Regions from separate parts of the Mus musculus genome. Here region 1 is linked to region 2. Evidence: chromatin contacts called from public HiChIP or PLAC-seq data. All regions are on one chromosome and are shown on one strand. Each heading gives the region's core, a stretch centred on a gene start, on an enhancer-like site or on the middle of the called end of the contact. The rest is flanking DNA. Distances are from core to core; before and after follow the strand shown. Region 1 overlaps Gnao1 (guanine nucleotide binding protein, alpha O). Region 2 holds the start of 4930488L21Rik (RIKEN cDNA 4930488L21 gene).

Evidence for each region. HiChIP or PLAC-seq counts read pairs in DNA pulled down with a chosen protein or histone mark.
Region 1: a contact with region 2 is called in an H3K27ac HiChIP or PLAC-seq map of heart atrium, with 7 read pairs. The contact joins the enhancer-like site here to the promoter of 4930488L21Rik in region 2. A contact is called at or near these places in 1 of 39 promoter capture datasets (the 3T3-L1 cell line), 1 of 15 datasets of contacts at CTCF or cohesin (the NIH/3T3 cell line), 5 of 484 Hi-C or Micro-C datasets (3T3-L1-derived adipocytes, the C2C12 cell line, muscle stem cells and 2 more), 1 of 115 datasets of contacts at active chromatin or transcription factors (heart atrium) and 2 of 9 other capture datasets (adipose tissue and pancreatic islet).

Annotation. Positions count from the first base shown.
Region 1 is chr8:93,866,872-93,873,453 of GRCm38.p6, forward strand. All of the region lies in intron 2 of Gnao1 (guanine nucleotide binding protein, alpha O), which reads left to right. Among named protein-coding and RNA genes, the nearest start is that of 4930488L21Rik, 57 kb to the left of the region's middle. Within about 2 kb of position 2,175, at least 7 of the 459 cell types and tissues checked have an H3K27ac peak or open chromatin away from gene starts, as enhancers often do. A contact at or near this core is called in heart atrium, where this site is marked.
Region 2 is chr8:93,809,968-93,816,939 of GRCm38.p6, forward strand. 4930488L21Rik (RIKEN cDNA 4930488L21 gene) reads right to left here and starts at 3,588. Exons shown (of 1, transcript NR_026888.1): 1 at 1,727-3,588. Gnao1 (guanine nucleotide binding protein, alpha O) reads left to right here and starts at 871. Exons shown (of 9, transcript NM_010308.3): 1 at 871-1,486; 2 at 1,684-1,726. The coding sequence starts at 1,369.

The sequences.
Region 1 (6,582 bases), core at 925-3,424, 55 kb after region 2:
CAGCATACATCTTCTTTCTGCTTTCAGAGTCACTTACTGTCCATACCCATCTGGGCGGCAACCATATGTGATGGTTTAGGTCTCACCCTAGTGGCGTAACCAAGAGTTAGGGAAGAGTGATCTCCAAACACCTGGAGCTGGCAAATAAGCTCCAAATAGCCAGGCCAAGATACTACCCCAGAGTAAGACATACCTCAGATTCTGTTTCACTGTCCCTTTAATATGTGTTACAGGCTACAGTGGCTAGCATAGACATCTCTCCAACCCTCGTAGTATCCCTGGAAAAGAAAGAGTAGGAATCGTCTTTTGTTACATAAAGAAACTGAGGGTCATCTGGATAGAACTTGGCAAGTCTATCTTATGACTCCTAAATCCAGAGTTCCTGTCCACTGCACCCATGGCTAACTGTGAGACCCCAGACTATTTGAAAGAAGTCCGTAAACAGCACAAATGAAGTCAAGCTGGAGTCATCCTGGGAGCTGCCATCGTTAGAAGCCTTGCGATTTGTAGATGGTAACATAAAGAGCATCATTAAGCTCAAGAGCATGTTTTAATAACAGTTAATTAACTTTTACAAGACAGTCAGCAAATATTTTCCCTTCTCGCTGAGATGGGTTCTAAGAAGAAGGTTTATTGTACAGAGCCCCAGGTGGTCATGTACAGGCAGGATTTCCCCCACAGCCTCCCTTAGGAAGAAGAGTTTGCCTGCAGAGAATCTGTTCTCAGTCCCCAGCCTTACCTTGTCTGCCCACCTTGCTGGTTCTCAGACTATTGTTGGCTAGTGGTCTTGCCTGTTAGGTGTCGGAAATCAGTCTGCTCTGAAGACACAACTATTTAGCCTCTCCATGTAAGAACCAACCTAGTACCAAGACAACCCCTCCACCCTTGCTTCCATCAGCCTTTCTTTCTCAGCCTCCTGAGCTCCACCTCTACCTCAGCCAGGCTGCCATCGTCTTGAATGAGCAGGTGACTCCAGACCATCCCTGCTAGATTTCCAGGTGTTGTTTCTAAGAACATTTTCTGGGGCTTGAACAAAACAAGAAGCTTCCAGCAACTGTTTCCAACCCCTGGAAGGCTTGTATAAACAACAGGCTTGGTCCTTTCAGAAAAGGGAATAGTAGGAAAAGAGATAAAAAGTCTAAGAAACCATCCCCTGCCCTCATAATAGGTCCCCTCGGAGGACACTGGAAGGAATTCTACTTCCTGTCAGTTGATGGAATCAGACCGTGTGCTTAGGATTTGTTGAGAACATGTCTGCAGGTATGAGGTGCATTGTCTGTGCCATGCTATGTCCTTCATGGTCATTAGTCTTGGTGGTAGAGCACTTAGCACAGGGTGGGATAGCCTCTGCAAGCAGGATCTTCTAACTCCAGTCCTTGATGCTGACCCCCAGATGCCAGGCTGGGCAAGACTTTTTTCAGACAGGACAATGGAATTCAGTAAATGAATTGCTAGCCAGCTTCCAGAGGGACCAGAACCATCCATATAATCCAGCTGAGAGCTATACATCATCTGTGCCCCAGTTAGAGAACTTCCCAGCCGAACAGCTCTTCCTTCTTGTACCTATGTGGACTTGTGAGCAAAGCAACCTCTGTCAGCCTCCACTATCCTATGTAGCACAGCCTAGCTTAGGTTGCTTTGAGGATGAAAGATGTCACACATCACCCACTGATCATGACATCCTGCACCATAATTCCTTGCTGTGGTCACAGGTTGTGTACCTCCTCCATCCCATGGCATCTTGGGGATATTTCTTTGGGTGCCAGCCCTTCATGAGCCTTGCCAAGTTGTCAGACCTGGGGCAGATCACCCACAGACTTCTCAGAAAGACCCGAGCAGATTCACAGATGCCCTGAACCTATTTCTTCCTGACTGGGCGCTCAGAGGGTAGAGACACCCTACTGCTTTGGTGAGTACCAGTCTTCCTGCTCATTGGGGTCTTTCTTATAAGTGGAATCTAGATCACCCTGGAGAGTCACTGCTCTGGAGCCAGATCTCAGGCTAAGGGGATACTCAGAGCTGGCGCTTGCCTGCTGCCAACAGTTTTTTTCAGGGAGTTGCTCTCACTTGACCTCAGAGTGTCCCAGGAGATAGCAGCAGCACCAGACATCTCGAGCTGAAGATTCCAACAGAGAACAACCCCAACCCCCTCTTGCCTATCCCAGGTTCCAGCCAGCTCTCCCAGAGGACTCTAAAGGACCATAGGTTTTGTGCCAGGACCTACCACCAACATCATTCCTCCAACTTTGCCCTGCAACTTTGTCTTATCACAAAGATTAGTAGAGAGGAAGCTTGGGAGATGAAGTCAGAAGACTGAGTTGGAAGGACCAGCGACCTTGAAGAGATGTCATTTTTCCAAACTTCTGCTCTATTGCCTGGGAGGTGACAAAGAGGGAACAGCCACTCTGTCTCCAGGATGTATAGCAAGACTTAGTGGTGGAGAATCATTTCAAACAAACCAGAGGTGAATTGTAGAAATGAAAATATTGTCATATCTCAGTAGGGCACACATTGGCCACTCCTCTCCTTCATCGTTGGTGAGTGAAAGCAGGCGGCATGCTCATGGCCCTACCCTCCCATGACAGCTCTGAGCTGTGCTGTCCTGATGGGCTGCTCTCAGGTTCAGTCCCCGCAGAAGGTATCGGCATGGCTTACCCAGCTCATACCTAATGGATTATAAACCTCTGTCCTCCAGTGGGAGCAGAGTTGAGGGTCTGGGTAGCAGTGTAAGCTAGAGGAGCCCAACCTGAACCTCTCTCTTCCCCATGTTGGGGGTGGAAGGGAGATGCCAACTCTGAGCTTCTAAATCTAAACCAAGCCCCAGGAAGATTTGTTAAAATTCAGTTAAAACTTGTAGTAAATTTACATCATACGGTAAACTTTATAATGTTAAGTGTTCCCTTCACAAACATGTCTTTTTTTAAAAGTGTTATTATATATATATATATTATAGCTACCCTGGAACTCACTATGTAGACCAGACTGACACAGATCGCCTGCCTTTGCCTCCTAAGTACTGGGATTAAAGGCATATGCTACCATACCCAGCCGTGTCTTCAGATTTTTAAAATTTCTTCATCTCCATGGCCCAAAGTTAATTTCTAACTGAGAAATTTATATAGTATTTATCACACAGAAGTTATTTTAAAATATATCTACATTGTGGAATGGCTAAATTAAAGCAATTACCATAGTTTAAGTTTTTCTTGCTAGTAGATAAAACTATTCCACTTTTTGAGTGTTCATATTGGATCCAGCCCCTTGTCAGATTATTACTAAATAATAGCACCTTACTAAGATTATTTTTGCAACATTTGGTGCCATTTTCCTACTTTTCTTGTTAGTTTTAAGATCATAATAAGTAACAATAGTGACGACCATTACTGTTCACAACATAGTTGTTGAATGTTGCTAGCTTTTATTCTGGATAAGTAGATAGTTTCCATGTCTGGCTTTTACTTAGAAATGGTCAGAATTTTTCTTTTTAAAAATGTAACATGCATTATTAACTGTGCATATTAGTGGGACCTCATGGAGTGCCTTTATTCATTCCTGGAGTGCCTTCATTCATTCCTGGAGTGTGCACCAGCATTAAATCCAGTCCTTCTTTACCTGCCTCAATACCATTGCCAAGAAGTACTAGCTTTGCTCCATTGCTGTGACCCTGAACTCCGTGCCCTGCACCCTGCACCCCATGGTGATTGTCATGGATGATATTGATAAACACGCTATGATCCCAGAGTGACAGTCAATCGCAACATTATTTTTTTCCCTTTGATTTTTGACTAGATTCAGTTTAATTGTTTATTATTTTGGTTTTGCCTGCATTCATGTATGTGTACCATGTGTGTTAAGGACCCACAGGGGCCAAAAGAAGGCTTTGGATCCCCTGGGACTGGAGTTACAGGCAATAGTGAGCCACCACATGAGTGCCAGGAGTCAAACTTGCATCCTTTGTAAGAACAACAAATACTCATAGCTGCTGACCCAGCTCTCCAGCCTCTACATCTTATTTGTTTGTTTGTTTGTTTTGTTTTGTTTTGTTTTGATTTTACTTTTGTGACTTTTTAGAGAAGGTCTGTCTCTCTGTGTGCAAAGTAAGAGATAAAATAACCTTAAAGTTGGCAGTTCAGGTTGGCAGTTCAGGAAACGTAAGACACTATTGTTTAAATCAAAAGACCATTGTAATCAATAAAACAATTTACAGGGGGCTGGAGTTAAAGTAACTACTCAACAATGAATCATTTACCCCTCTCACAAGAAAATTCTCAAAATTATGGTAAGTATCTTAGTTTTATTAAGCTAGCCTTGAGCTCACAGCAATCCTCGTATCTCAGCTTCCCAAGTGTTAGGATCACAAACATGAACTTTCCTGCCTAGCTTATTTTGATAGTTTTGAAAAATCTAAGTTTTGAAATAATATTATTGTACACACACACACACACACACACACACACACACACACACACACACACACACACACACACACATCTATTTATTTTCTGGTCACTCTGGCCGCTCTTTCTTGGTGACATGTCTGTTCAGACATTCCTCGAGCTGAGTCAGTTTTGGAGGTTATGTTTGGCAACAGGATCATCAGATTCTCAGGTCTGCGGCCACAGAGGGTTGGACACACTGTTCTGCCATGACGTTATCTCTTCCACAGCTGTGGTTGAGTTTCTGCTCTTGTTCCTGGCCTTGTTCTGCTTGCTGTCTTTCTCCTAACCACCCATAATAAACCTTGTTTTGCTTGGTTTAAGGTCTTTTGCATTTATGAACGCCCTCCACTCCTTTGCTGTTTTGAATCTTGCTTTGCTTTTGACAGCGTTTGTCTGTGATCTTGTGTTCTTCCTTGCTTCTTGTGTGTATTGCCTCTGGGAAAAACTTTGCTGTCCACCTGGGGAAGTGGTTTATGATGCTTATATAGTTTTCCATATCTTTCCTGGTTTCCTTTTTGATTCTAGGTTTCTCCAGAGTGTGTTTCTTATTTTTGAACTAAATATTTTTCTTTTCATTTTTTTCCCATGATGTTGGAGATCTAACCAACATTCAGAGCAGAACTGGGCCTTCCACCGTGTGCCCTTTCTGTATACAGTCTCTGTGTATGGCTGCTCTCTCAGAGCCGAGTCAATGCCCATGTAGAGTTAGGAAAGAGGAGTGGCGAGCAGACATCCTTACTCATCTGCATCCTGACCCACTCATTTCTCCCATGTTGGGATATCTGTTATGGTGAATTTGTTGTTTGCATCTAAATATTTTCCATAAATGGAATGTCTGGGAATATAAGAGAGCTGATGTTTGGAACAGTTAGTGTAAGCCATGACTGAACCTTGTTCCTATATTATTAAATTGTTTTAGTGCACTATTGCTGTGAAGAGACACCATGATTATAGCAAACCTTAAGAAGGAGAGCATCTAACTGGGGCTGGCTTACAGTGTCAGAGGTTGACTTCATTATTGTCATGGCAGGAAGCATGGCAGTACACAGGTAGACATGATGCTGAAGAAGTAGTTGAAAGTTCCACATCTGAAGGCAGCAGGAAGAGAGGGACACTGGGCCTGGCTTGAGCATTTGAAACCCTAAAGTCCATCCCCAGTGACACACTTCCTTCAACAAGGCCACACCTCCTAATCCCTGTCAGTTAGCACCACTCCCTAATGACCAAGCATTCAAATCTGTGAGCCTGTGAGAGCTATCCTTATTCAAATCACCACATAAATTAAGCTAGGCATAAGGGCTCATGACTGTAATATCTAAAAGAATTGATCATGATCTTATGCCCTAAAAATGCTGGCCAAACGCTATGGGCAGCTTTGGTTCCTTCTGAAATAGTCCGCATGGCTTTCTACTCTTCTGGCTGGTCATGTTTCAGAAAAGAATTCCAGTACAGGCCTGATTTTTTTTTTTAAGGTAGGTGCTTCTCTGCCTCTGACTGCCTCCCTGCCCTAGATTTGCTTTTTGTTGTTTGTGGTTTAGGCATGGTGTTTGTTTTTATTTTTGAGACAAGGTCTTGCTATGTAGCATAGAATTTGAGATTGCAGACATTCACCATCATGCCTCTGTAGCTTACAGTCTAGAACTTGTCCTCCATGCCTAGCTACTCTTGAGTCTTACAGTGCTCTGCCATGCCTGGTGAACCTGCATTCTTACAGTGCTGTTTGCTCATCCTTAAGTTGAAGAATTGTATGTGTCTTTCCTTGTCCTTCTGCTTGGGATTCTGTGCACCTTTTCAGTCTGCACGCAAGGCTTTCTCAGTTAGGACTTCTGCTTGCTATTTGATTACTGACTCTCATCCATCACTTTCTCTTTCTTCTAGAACTCCCAATATGCCTGCCCAGTCTGATCTGCTTGGGTCTGCCCTGCACATCATTGCTTTTTCTGTTCACATGTGCTCTCTGTATTCTCCTGGAAGTATATCTGTATACTTGGAAGTTTTATTCCCATTAGTTCCTGAGGGCCTCACACCCACAACTCAGCAGGGAGAGACCCTTGTACTGCAGTTGGGAAGACAGTATTGTACTGTGTAGAACATCTTCTGCATGTGTCCTGCATTGCTCTCTGGGTACTGGGATGGTCTGGTC
Region 2 (6,972 bases), core at 2,338-4,837:
AGACACTAGATGCTCAATAAATGCGGACCCAAATCCGTCACTGAGCCCCAGCGCGTTATTATGGAGTGAGCGGGTTTATCCTGACCCACTACCTCCTCACATCTGCGGAGGCACCATAGCTCGACTAGGGGCTACACCTCCAGCCGCGAAGGAGAACAATCGGTAAGGCGATCTGCCGGAGACACGACCCAGAGCCCGAGGGACCAGGAAGCTGGAGGCTCAGGCCCAGGGCTGGGGACCACCTGACCGCCGCGCTGGGGTTGACAGGAGGCGGGCCGGGCGCGCGAGACCCGCCGGGGTGGGGCGGGGTGGGGCGCAGGCGCGCGCCCGGCCCCAGGCCCCGCCCTCCCCAGCCCGGCACGCTCCGGGAGCCGCGGGGGGAGGGGGACCCGAGAGTGGGCGGCGCCGCGCGCGCGCGCCCGCTTGTCTGACGCGTCCCGCGGGCATGCGCGCCGCCCCCGCCCGCGCCGTCCCCGGGGCCCCCGGCGCGCGGCCCTGCTGACGTCAGCGGGCGGCTGGCGGAGCGCTGCGCAGGACCAGGCGCACTCGAGAGCTGCGCTCGCCTCGCCCCCCCCCTCCCCGCCCGCCCCGGCGCGCGCGCGCGTGCCCTGCCCTCCCTGCCCGCCTCTTCTCGCGCTCCCCGCTGGCCGCGGCTCCCTCGCGCTCTCCCCGTCTCCTGTCCGCTCCGCCGAGCGATGCGAGTTCTGGGCCCCGGCGACGCCGCCTCCCGCTAGAGAGAGCTGCACCCCCCACCCCCGGCCCGGCCCTCTGCCCAGCCCTGCCCCGCGCGCGGGGGTCGGAGAAGGCGCCGCGGACGCATCGACGGCCGAGGAGCGGCGATGCACATGCACTAGCGGCACCCCCTAACTCACTCCCTCCACACCCCGCGCCACCGCCGCCTCCACCTTCTCCGCCTCCGCCTCCTCCTCCTCCGCCTCCGGCAGCCGCGGCAGAAGGACCCACCCTGCCCCCCACCCCACCCTCCGCCGGCTCCGGCTGCGGATCCAGCCTCGACTCCTATTTTATTTATTTTGGGTCGTGCACTAGCCTCGGTGCCTGCAACCCGCGCCTCCCGGGCCCGCGGGCGCCTCCTCTCTCGGCTCCGGAGCCCCAGACCCCGGCTACCCTCACCTCGACACCCCCAGACCCCAGCCAGCCGCCGCTAATCTTCGCCGCTGGAATCTTAATAGAGGCTGTCCTTTTGGGGGGATTCTGGTCTTTCGACAATTTTGTTCCCAGCCAAGGAGAGGATATCGTGATTTTCTCCCCTTTGAGCCCAGGCTCTGCTCTGTGGGGGGGTGGGGGGCGCGCCGACCCGGGGAGTCGTGCCAGCCTAGTCGTGCGGGCTGTGGCAGGGAAGGGGCCACCATGGGATGTACGCTGAGCGCAGAGGAGAGAGCCGCCCTCGAGCGGAGCAAGGCGATTGAGAAAAACCTCAAAGAAGATGGCATCAGCGCCGCCAAAGACGTGAAATTACTCCTGCTGGGTAAGGACCTGGGTAGCCACCCCCGCCCCTCGACCCCCGCCACAGTTCCCAACCCGACTTGCGCCCTGGGAAATCTGGTCCCTGAGTTGGCAACACCTTGTGCCCAGGAGCGCCCACCCTGTGCATGCCTTGAAGCCCCCTTCCCATTTCCATGAGCTGACACTCACCAGTTTCCCCCCCTCTGTGTGTCCCAACAGGGGCTGGAGAATCAGGAAAAAGCACCATTGTGAAGCAGATGAAGTAAGTCCCTGTGTCATTGGGATTTGTACTTTTATTAAGAATAATTTATATCGTTTTTATTATCTTGCTCACCCATATTTGCTCTCCAGGCCTGGTTTTTAATTCGCGCACACACAGAAGAAACCCGAGGTTGCCTCCCCTCCCCCACTCCCTACGTTGGTTCTGGGTCCCCCACCCCAACTCCTGGGGTCGGTGTTTGCGGGGAGGGAATGAGAGCGCCTCTAGTTGTATGAATGACAGTGTCCGCCATATTGATCAGAACATCACACTATTGGCGTGCTTATGATCATAACTCTTGCTCGTGGAGTATTTCGTGTTTCACTGCCTCCATTTCTGTCTCTGCCTCATCTTCTTTCCCCTCCTCCTCCACCCCACCCCTCGAATCCCACTTCCCCCTGCTTCTCTTGAGGCAGTGATTTTGAACTTGACTAAAACATGGAGGGGACCCAGCCCTAGCAGATTGGGGTGGAGGATCAAGTGTTTGCTGTTCACGAGTTTGGTGCTGAATTCCTGGTGGCTGTGGCTTAGACGACCCCCCCCCCCAAAGCGAGCAAGGGTTAGGGGAGGGGGCGTGCACTGGGGAGAAAGGATGGGTTTCCAAGCGGATGTGACAGACACAGCCTTATCCAAGGCAGAGGTGGGAGGGTCTGTGGGGCTAAAAGCCAGTTTCATCTGCCCTCCAGCCCCTCTCCTCCCTGGCCCTCCAGCCTTTGCTCTTCTGACACCCGCAGGTTCCAGTCACTGTGTAGCCTTTATCGTTGTATTTACACTCTGTATTCTACCTTCAATGCGGATTTCAGGCCCTACTTGCCACCGCCCCCTTTCTGCCTTAGATATCAGTTTCCCCTCCTAATTAACTGGGGGTGGATTTGAGTGATGGTTGAAAATTAAAACAAAATGGGATATTCCTTCCTTTCCACATTTCCCCACTTAGGAGCCTCGCCCGTCCTTCCTCCTCTCTGGCTTGCTTCTTGCCCCATCCACTCCACGGTTCCCGGTGAGCCTCCAGGCAGCTCTGCCTGGGGAGGGGTGGCCGGCAGGGAACGGGTGCGTGCCTTCCGGGCCTCCTGGCCCTGTTTCCGTTGGCCTGTCAGTTCGGGACGGAGGAGTTCGTTAGGACCGTTTAGCGAGGATTCCATGTCGCTTTGCTGTGACACCTTCGTGCACACACAGCTCCTAATTAGAGGTTGCTGTGCTGTAAACAAAAATGATTATTTTTCAACTTGACAGAATAGCCGAAGTAATTGCATCCCGTAGGAAAACAATGGAAAATAAAAGCCCCTTTCGAGGGAAGGTGGGTGGGAGACAAATCGTGCTTGTGGTTTCAAAACCAAGAAGCAAAAATTCTTGCATGTGTAACAGGCATGACAAGCGAGTTCCAGGCGGCGCCATGATGGTAGGGAGCAGCGACTAGGAGACAGTTTCTCCCATCTGCTTGGCATGTTCTTATTTGCGTTCGAGAGCTCCCGGGGGCTTTCTTCTCACAGGCCCCTTCGGCTAGCCTCACCCTTCTGAGCCACCAGTAATTTGGCCTGGGGTTTCTCTGGGGCTTGTGCAGTCCAAATGGATGGGGAGGCGGGGCCTGGGGAATTGCTCTTTGCAACAAGGTGCATGTTGCATCTGCCTGGAGCCCTCGCGTGTCGGGAAATGCAAACCGCGCCACCTCTTTCTCCTTAGGGGCAGGTTTCGAAACTTCACAAGTCTGTAATCCACTGTGGCAGGCCGGGAGTCCGGTAGAAGCCTCGGCCTCCTGAGCCAGGGTGAGGTTTCAGGCGTTGTAAGTGGTGGACAGCGCCCAGCCGAGGCTGGAAAAGTCGATGGGGCTGAGCTTGGCTCGGCGGTGTTCGGCTCCGCTCGGCCTGACCTGGGAGCGGGGCTCGGAGGATCTCGACAGTGTTCGGAGCACAGTCGGGGTCCAAGCGGAGAGGGCCGAGCGGCTTCGGCGGCTTCGGAAAGGCCCCGAAGACATTCGGAAACCCTCGGCAGGAGGAGGGCAAAGGAGGTGGAATTGGGGGTGTGGGAGGGGATGGCAAAGAAACTTTGCATCCACCAAAGCAGCTTGCTACCTGCTCTTCCTGAACATGCCTCATAAATTAGGTTGATTTAATAAGAGGTTTAAAAATACGTATCGAGTCCCCAAAAGGGCAACTTGCCTTTTTTATTCAAAGAAAGCTTAGCTCTCTGAGGAGATCCGTGTGCCACTTTAGAATGGAAATTCCTGATTAAGTCCTGGGGCACGAAATCTTAAAGGAAGACTGAGGAGACATTCTGAGGAAAGTCCTGTGCGTCTGACTTATATTGGGTTGCACTGAGGAAGATGGGGTGAAGTGTCCGATGTTTGATTCTATTTAATCGGAAATCAGAACATTTTTCTCTTTTCCTGCATTTCTTCCTTTCTCTATTCCCACAAACACCTTTTCTGTGAAAACTGCCTGTCAAAACTGAGATTTTTTTTTTGTAATTGATTTTTTTTTTGTTTGTTTGTTTCCCTTTAAGAACAAAACGTGCCAGATCTCTTTAGGAAATCGGCTAGGTTTGATCAGAATGTCCACCAGAAATGGGTGTGAGCACGCCAGTTGTGCCACAAAAAACCCAGCTGACCTGCCCTCCTGAAGCATTCATGAATGGCAGTTTTTCCTATGAGCTGAGCCTGAAATAAATCAGATCAGGGACTTGTGCCAAGCCGAATGCAGGACTTGTTTTATTAACCACAAAATGTGAGGTTGGTGTCACTGTATCCCGGTGACAGATTCTTTGGAGTCCTCACTTCCAGAGATGGGTTTTGAGATCACCACTTGAGTGAGAGTCATTTGTAGCCGGGGAAGATTGTACTTTCTGGGTGGGGCCAGCCCAGAAAGCCTCGGTAGCATTTGCAGAAAGCAATTTCCTGTTTCCCTGTGCAATATGATTGGTGACGAGCCCGTCAGGCCATATGTGTAAGTTAATTCAGATGCTGTGTTGTTTCACCTAGGCAGATGAAATTAGATGGTTAGAGAGTCTGCCGTTGGTGACACCCTGTGAGGAGCCAGGGATTGGGCCTAGTAGCACAGCCCCTTCCTTTGGGTTGAGAGGAGGAATATTGCTATCCGAATGTTATCAGATCCTTTGTCATCAGCGTTTTCAGAAGGCAAGGAGCTGCTTCAGTCGGCTTGTGTCCTCGTCCAGGTTGCGGTGCTGCTTATGAGGAGGAATCAGAATATGCCTGTAGCAGCTAGTGAAGCCGTTAGGGACTGGCAGGCAGAGACACTGCCTAGAACAGGGCGTTATTACCCTCATCAGCCCAGGGCCGTTACACACTCAAACCTTTGGAATTTTTCTGCACAATGCAATAAGGGGGAGTTTGCATCAATTTTCAGAAGCCTAATTCTCAAGTGTTTAAAATCTTTTGGGGTGTGTGTGTGTGTGTGTGTGTGTAAAGGACAACTCCATGGAGTCTGTTCTTCCTTCTACCTTTGCATGGGTTCGGAGATCAAACTCAAATTGCCAGCCTTGTGACAAAGTGCCTTTATCCTCTGAGCTATCTTGCTGGCACCGCCTTTACCTTCATATTCTCTCTCTCTCTCTCTCTCTCTCTCTCTCTCTCTCTCTCTCTCTCTCTCTCTCTCTCTCGTGTGCATTTGTGGATTAGTGTCTGGAAGGTCTCTGTCATGCAATATACAACATTTAAGTTCCAAGACACGAACGGTGGTGATTGAAGTAGTGCAAGTGCAGCTTCACACGTCCTATGAGTAGGGGTGGCTCCTTTCCTCTGCGTGGCACTTTGCTTGTGTTTGGGGCCTGTGACCTCACGTGGGATATACCCTCATCATTGTTTCAGTAATTAGGGATGCTTTTACACAGACTAATAAAAATTTTAAGGCGAGTATAAGTTTTATTGGATTTTTGAACCCTTGCAAAGAAATGTCTTAGAATTATATTTTATGATGCATAGAATCAATAGTGTCACTTTAACTGACCTCCCAGTTCTGAACACTGGGTGACAGATGCTTGGACGTGGCACTGTAAAATGACCGCTGGAGTTGCTCTGAACATTATAATTTGCCTTGACTCGAGGTGCAATGTTTGCTGGGGTATTTACCCCACATTCTCTAGAGCATTAGGTTTTTGTTTTGTTTTTCAGTAAGTAGAGGTTAAAGTTTGCAAAAAGGCTTGGCTTGCTACCTAGAAGTCTATACCTGTATAGGCAGAATGAAATGGAACATTCATTTCTGGAGTGCAATTTTTTAAGAAATTTAAGGATTTGCCTATTGAAGATATCGCTGTTCATACAAACATCCCAGCCCTTACAACTGAGGCTTTAGCATACCACTCTGTCAGGGAAGGTGGCGGTTTTGAAAGGTCATTGTCTGCCAAAATGATGGTGGCTTCCTCCCAGCCGACCTTGACTTTATAACTGGGTGTCAAGACCATTTGTTTGGCTTCAGGCCTGTGGTGCTTTCAGCATCTAGTGAGTGACAGGCATTAACAGAGGGGGGAGGTGACAACTTGCAACCATTACTTTGTGCAAATAGAGCCATCTGAAAGGGCATTTCCTACCCTTGTCCAAAGATCTCTCGGTGACAGTAGCAGCCCACTGAGAGCTGCTCTTCAAGATGGTGGGCTTGCTGTTTCTGTAGTCACTTTGTCGGCTGCCCTCCCTCCCCACTTCTGTCTCCACATTTATTCAAGTAGATGTACCTTGCTCACCGGAGACAGTGTGAGTGCGAACAGAGTGTCAGACCCAGTAGCAGCAGAGGAATCCTCCCTCGATGACGGATGGTGCTCTCTCCCTTCTTGCTGTTCACTGAGGTGTGAGTACCAGGAGGACAGCCAGCAATCCACCAGATCTCATCAAAAATTGGCTGTGCAATTCTTGAACCTCAGTGGATTCTGAGATGGAACCTGTGTACTTGTGGAAAGGTCTGTGGTCATTGGATTAAGTAGGTGAAGCTTTTATGCAGACTGAGAAGGCTGAATAGGAATCCAGCATTTCTTCCCCCATGTTTGGGAAGCCGGTTCCGTGCTCAGGAACTGGCTTGCTTCTTTTGATGCCTGGGGTGCCAAGATTCTCTTGTGCATCTTAGGAGGCCATGTCTGTTAGAGTTAGGCCGATATCACTGGTTGTTTTCAGCTGCTTATCCTACACTACGTCAGTTAACTCTGGAGATCTGAGCAGAGTAGGGCCTACTTTCCTGACATGTACTTATGTGAATGCATTAATGTGGGTGTGGGCACTTGATTTCCCTGTATGCCAGCCTGTGTTCAGT